Regions from separate parts of the Ovis aries genome. Here region 2 is linked to region 1. Evidence: chromatin contacts called from public Hi-C data. All regions are on one chromosome and are shown on one strand. Each heading gives the region's core, a stretch centred on a gene start, on an enhancer-like site or on the middle of the called end of the contact. The rest is flanking DNA. Distances are from core to core; before and after follow the strand shown. Region 1 overlaps LPP (LIM domain containing preferred translocation partner in lipoma). Region 2 holds the start of BCL6 (BCL6 transcription repressor).

Region 1 (3,138 bases), core at 266-2,765:
TGAAGTTAATAATCTGATTTTCTTGGTAAAGGTGATGTTCTTTGCTTCACGAGAAAGCGGCTGAATGAGGTCTCTAGCTTCTTGTAGATTTCTGCTGTATCTTGTATTTTTCTACTCCCGCACGATCATTCTGGTACCTTCTTCCCTCCTTACTGGAAAGCACGTGCTTCTGGAGCAGGGTAGCCCCCAAGATCTTCTCTCCTCACTGCTGATTGCTCTGCCCTCTTAACAATTGCAGTAATAAGCTCCAAGCTCAAAGCATGGGAGGTCTTTGGCCAGAGGGCCTTTGTGAGAGGATCCTAACATGTTCAGAATTCTCTTGGATTCACTGACTCTCATTATTACTATATTATAAATGAAGTGACTATATATAAGGGATTGTCTAAACTGGGACTCTTCCGAGAGTGAAAGGGGCACTGTTAATAATTACACTGAAACCATAAATTGGATGCATGGTCACCCTAATTATAAGAAATTGTGGAGGACAGTGTTTGAAATGTGAACTGACATGATTCAGAACTAGAATTTAACTCTTCATCTTCCCAAATCTTTCCCTTCTCTTTTATATAATAATCACGTGCTGACCCCGATGATGGGACAGGTAACTAGGCACTAGGAAAATAAAGGAAGACACCATCTGTGTTCTTTATTTGCTACAATCACTGTAATATTCGAAAGCAGAGGGTTGTCAAACTGGCTCGGTGCAGAGTTCTTATTGGAGGTAATTAGGTTTATACTTCTTCCTCCCCACTCCACCCAACCCCCCACCGCTCCCCCCGCCCCACAACTGAAGTGTATTCTGTCAAAAGACAAAGATTTAAATAAATCCGAGGAATCACTTTATCAATTTGTCTATTTTATTCTTGGGGTTTCTTAAAGATTTGGTGTGAAGAAACCCATTTTTCTTAACGATAAGTTTGAAAACTGCTGGTTTGAGATTTCAAATTCTATGTTATTGTTCTCAAGCTGTAAGTCTAGTTGGAGGAAAAAAGAAGAATCGGACTATCTAAACTTGGGACACAGAAAAAAATAAATAGGAAACTAAAAAGATATTTTAAGTATCTGGAGGGCTGCCATGTAGAAGAAAGCTTATGATTCCAAGGCAAAGGCAGGACTGATCGGTGGTTCTTAGGGGAATACCGGTTTCAGCCTTAACATAACTTTCTAGTAGTTACAACTTTTCTGCCATGAAAGGGGCTGCCTTGTGAAGTAGTAAGTTCCTTGTCATTGGTGTGGATAAGCAGACTCACAGAGGGTGGTTCAGTTTCAGCTTCAGCTCTGCGTTAGAAGAAATAACTTCAGTAACAATTTCATGCTTCTTGGATACTGCCTTACATATGTTTAAAGTGTGTGTGTGTGTGTGTTATTTCCCCAGAATATTAGCCAACTTAGAACATTTTTGACACACGGCATTGTCTTTTTTTTTGCGAGGTAGTCAGTAACTGATAAAAATACAGAAGGCGCAACACCAGCACTCTCATCGAGAGAAATTTGAAAAGGAATAACATCCACCCCTGTCATTCTGAAACTGATCCGAAACAGCCTGGCTCGTTTTTACTCAGTGGCTATTGGTCGATGCTTCTACAGATTTTGTCTCTGTTTCAAAATCTTGAAATAAAAGTGGAACAACTTCCAACATGACTTAAGATAAAGGTCACTGGTTGAAAATGGTTTCAATTGTTTTGCTATTAAATGTGAAATTGCAAAACTAGCCTCTCTTACATAACTTGAATTTATAGTACATTCCAAAGAGAAGCCTGTCTGTTTTTTATGCCATTTTAATTGCTGAGATGCTTCTCCAGGCTCTTGGATTGGTGTTAACCAGAAACTATGATTTCAGAGCTGTAAGGTATTGAGTTTCTTTGTTTTTTAAAACTGTATCTTATGGTCCTTGAAGAGGAAAAGTTGTACCTCTTCTTCCTCCCTTTATTTTTCCAGTGACTGAGCAATTTAACTGAATTTAGCAATATCCTTGTATTCTAACCCTAAGATGAAGTAGATCTTGGGTTTAATAGAAATTTAAGATGGAAATTAATTATCAGATAAACAAAGATTAACTTGGAAACCTTAATCTGTAATAATATTATCTAAATTCAATAATGTTAATTCAAATTATAGCCTTCAAACTCTATGCAAAAGCTCTGAACTAGTTTACAAGCAGTAATGTGATAGTACGGTGCAAACAGTACAGTTGACAGGTGACAGCTTTGTGAGCAATATAATGTTTGGAAGCTGGAGGATGACGGTTAACTCTGTGTCTTATTGCTATGCTTACTCTTGGCAGGTTATGTGGTCTGAGCAAACATTGCTTCAGAGTCACAAAGAGTAGTGTCATGTGAACATGGCCTGAGATTTGTCAATAGAGGGTTTATATTCATTGAGGAAAAAGTGAACTTTTTCTGCTTTTTAAATGATATCTAAATAGAATTATCTCTCTCTTATTTAATATACTTTTCTATGGGAATATCAATGTGAATTTATAATAAAGAAGAACACAAAATTATTTAAAAAAATCAAAATCAGTGAAAACTTCCCTCAAGGTCTAGTAATAGTCTCTGACCTATCTAATGGGTACAACAGACCTGTAAACAGATAGCTAAAATGTGGTGTTTGTGTGTTTTAATACAAGTTTGAACAAGCTGTCAGGGGAATGCAGACAATGAGCAGCAATTAACTTATGGACCTACCCACTTGGCAGTGGGTTTAGGATGAGAGGATTCCAGCCAGATAACCACCAAGGGGATTGCTAGGCCTCATTAGAGATGCTGTTGGTGATTTTTTCCCTTAGTCATTTTTTCATCCTGGTGAAGGTATAAGATATATATCAGGATTTTAAATGCTTATGAATCAAGCAATGAGAATCTCATCTTTGTAAAGCCAGATTTCCACTTTTAGGAATAGACTTACTGAACTCAAAGAGCTCAAGGTATTTATTGTCCCCTTTTCTTGGTCTTGTACAGAAAAAAGTCTGTTAGAATGAGACTTAAATCTCCTTAAGAGCACATGTTAAAAATAAGCACAGCACACTCTACAGACTAGCCGTACCATGATAGAGCATAGCATGTTGTTGAGAGAGGGAATTTTTTAAAAAAGTTATTTATTTTTTTGATTGAAGGATAATTGTGTTACAGTATTTTG
Region 2 (3,138 bases), core at 316-2,815, 620 kb before region 1:
TCTGCAAAATCACTCACAAAGATCTCCCGTTCGCGCCCGCGCCCCCTCCTCCGGCGCCAGGTCCCCCAGCCAGGGCCACAAAGTGCCCTTCTCTCCTCCCGGGTCTTGCACGTAGGAACGCGGGCTGGGGCTGTTTGTTTTTTCCCTCGCCCTGTGCAAAGACCTCGGGAATCTGAAGCCTGACGCCGCTACTCTCCGACCCGCAGTTTTTGTTTTGTTTGTTTTCACAAAGCTTGCACCACGGGAAAAATAAAAATTTAGGAAAGCAGGGAAACAGCCATTGGGAGCTAACACCGAGTCACGCAGCGCCCAAAATACAAACACCACGACCGCCAGAAATCCCGCCACCTTCCCGCTTGGCTGGGCCGTTCTGCGAAGGTTCCCGGAGTCCCCGCACTCTGAACAGCACCGCAGGTGCAAACGCGCACCCCTTTCCCACCCCCACCCCCAAATCCCCATCCCGCCACAAGCCTCTCTCCCCAGGACCGGGAGAGGGAGCGCGCGGGGGTTCCCGACTCCCTAGACTGCAACCAAGAAAGAATGATTTCCAAACTATTCAACATCCCCGCCCCCAGGCAAGCTAAACCTCCCCCAAAACGCAGGGGAAGGGGACACCAAAACGCTCGGATCTCGTTAGGAAGATCGCGGCTCAGAAAGGAACACTTCATCTGGGTTTATGAAGGGGAAAAAAAATAAATATCCACTAGGAGTTCGCTTGCATTTCTCCTCCAAAATCTCGGCTCGGAGGTGGGGAATCGAGAGGACCGAGGCCGGTGGAAGGGAGCCAGCGGGGCGAGCGAAAGGGCAGTCTCCCTCCTCGCCTCCCGGAGTGACCAAGAAGGACGGGAGAGGGGAAGGAAGGAGAGGCGAGGGAAAGGAGAGGGAAGGAAGGAAGGCGAGGCTGGAGCGAGGGAGCAAGGAAGGCAGTTTGCAAGCGAGAAAAGAGGGAAAAAAAAACACAGCCGCACGAATCCAGCGAGATCACAAGCCGTACGCAAGCAGCAGCAGAAAGAGCGAGAGCGCGAGCGCGCGTCCTCTCCGCCGTCTGGGGCCAGACAGCCCCCAGACTTGCCCGAATCACCCCCCAAGCACTGTCTCGTCCTTTCTGCTCCGGCCGCCCCCTAATTCCCCTCCTTCCTCTCCTCCACCTCCTCTTCAAAAACCAAAACAACACAAGGGAGGGTGGCAAAAGCCTCCCCAAACCGGCCAATTCACTCAAAGACAACAAGAATAAAATAATAAAAATATAAAAATCTACATCCTAGAGTGGGAGAGACGTGGGACTAATCTTCGGCATTTATTTTAACACCTGACAGCTACAATAAATAAATATATACATTTACATCAATAGATACACATAGGAAACTTGGAGCCAAAGCATTTGGCAAGAGCAGAAAAAAAGAATTAAAAGGTAAAATAATGATCATGAGCAGCGGCGGCGGCAGCGGCACCAGCGGCAACAGCGGCGGCGGCAGCAGCAGCGGCGGCAGCAACAGCAATAATCACCTGGTGTCCGGCCTTTCCTAGAAACTTCTTGCATCACCACTTCTAAGAACCCCAGTTCTAAGAATCAACAGAGCTCAATTCTCGGAATTTGAGCTGGGGACTTTACCACTGCTACGTAGCAGGGGAGGACTCGGTGTCAGCTCTCCACGACTTATGCCTCCTCCGGGCCATAAAAAGCCCTCCAAGCCAAAATATTTTCCCGCTGTCCCGCAGATTTTGGGGTCCTCACGGGCTGAACGTCTCGGGTTTGGAGATTTCGGCGCGAGGGTCGAGGGGCCGGACGGTGGCTCTCCCTCCCCGGCCCCCGGTCGGTGGTACAGCCTGCTCCGCCACCGTCACGTGGGCGCCCCTCTGTGACGTCGGCGTCTTCGCTGTAGCAAAGCTCGGCCTCTGGAATTCTGAGAACTAATTTGCTATTCGGTGACATAAGAGGGGGAGTGCGCTTTGCTTCCCCGGGGTCTGGGGCTCATTTCTCCTCTCTTCCCCATAAACTCAGCTCCTCCGAGCTCAAAACACAAAAGGAAGCGAGAGGTTCGAACCTTTGGGAAAAGTCTGTTATATATAGTAGGTTTCGGGGCGAGTAAGGGAAAAAAAAAAAAAAAAAACACCACAGCTCTTTCCAGCTAGAATATTAGGCACCACGAGAAAAATATTTGCCAAGCAGTTTTCGGTGGGTTCATTTGCTTTATTTTTATTTGGGACAGTTTGGGATTTTTTTTTTTTTCCTTGGTGTGGTGGTTTGGGATTTGGGGTGGTTGTATTATGATGGTTTGCGGATTTTTGCTTCTGATTTTTGCCTTTTGCAACTTTGTGATGTTACGTAAATCGTAGGATCCCGCATCGGTTGGATTTTGTTTTGTTTTACCCCTATGAAATGTCTCAAACGATTTAAGGAAGACGTGTTATTTTAATACTGATAGTGTTGAAAGAAGCTTGAGTTTTTTGTCATATGTAACAATTCCGACCCCCACTTTTTTCAGGGGGGCGGGGAAGGGTGTTCAATTTTCCTTTTTCCCTTGGACTTTTACTGAGAGGACGCTCTCCTGCGCTAGAAAGACATGTTCAAAGGATTTGTTTTGGTTTGTTTCTTTCCAGGACAGCAAGTGGTGGGTTTACTCTGTTATTGTTGACTCTTAGGAAAATTCTTGCTGCAAGAAACGTGTGTGTATGTGTATGTGTACGCGTACGCGTGTGTTCTACAAAATTCTGTGAGCCAAATACATGTTTGTGTTCTGCTTTTTCTTTAGGTCTTGGTTCCCCCCGCTCTCTCCCAGCTCGTTTCAAGGTCGTTGTTAAAAATCTCTCCTGTCTGTGTTTAAAGAGACCAGCCGGAGGGAATTCTAAAGGCCTGCGGTGCCAGTATCACAGATACTGCGTGGATTTAGAACAGACTGTGCTACAACTACAACGCGGTTCACGCAGCACAGTCCTCTTAGTTTTAGAGCTGAGTTAGGAGGAGGAGGAAAAGGGGGGAAATCTTTCTTTCTTCCTTCCTTTCTTTTTAAAGGCAAATGCAGTGCAGAATCATTTCACTGTGGGCCTTGGTTTGTTTATTCAGAACTGCCAGTTTCCCTATTTAAATGTTGGTTGGGGTTTTTTTCCCCTCCTACTCATCCCTGAATGAGGGAGACT

Evidence for each region. Hi-C and Micro-C count contacts between places; a contact is called where the count stands out from the background.
Region 2: a contact with region 1 is called in a Hi-C map of liver, with 8 times the contacts expected there. The contact joins the promoter of BCL6 here to the enhancer-like site in region 1. A contact is called at or near these places in 2 of 16 Hi-C or Micro-C datasets (liver and mixed tissues).

The regions. Positions count from the first base shown.
Region 1 is chr1:199,761,133-199,764,270 of ARS-UI_Ramb_v3.0, reverse strand. All of the region lies in intron 3 of LPP (LIM domain containing preferred translocation partner in lipoma), which reads left to right. Among named protein-coding and RNA genes, the nearest start is that of LPP, 230 kb to the left of the region's middle. Within about 2 kb of position 1,515, at least 10 of the 54 cell types and tissues checked have an H3K27ac peak or open chromatin away from gene starts, as enhancers often do. A contact at or near this core is called in liver, where this site is marked.
Region 2 is chr1:200,383,388-200,386,525 of ARS-UI_Ramb_v3.0, reverse strand. BCL6 (BCL6 transcription repressor) reads right to left here and starts at 1,565. Exons shown (of 10, transcript XM_042233309.1): 1 at 1-1,565. It overlaps LOC105602706 (a long non-coding RNA gene), which reads left to right and starts at 1,914. Exons shown (of 3, transcript XR_001021447.5): 1 at 1,914-2,176.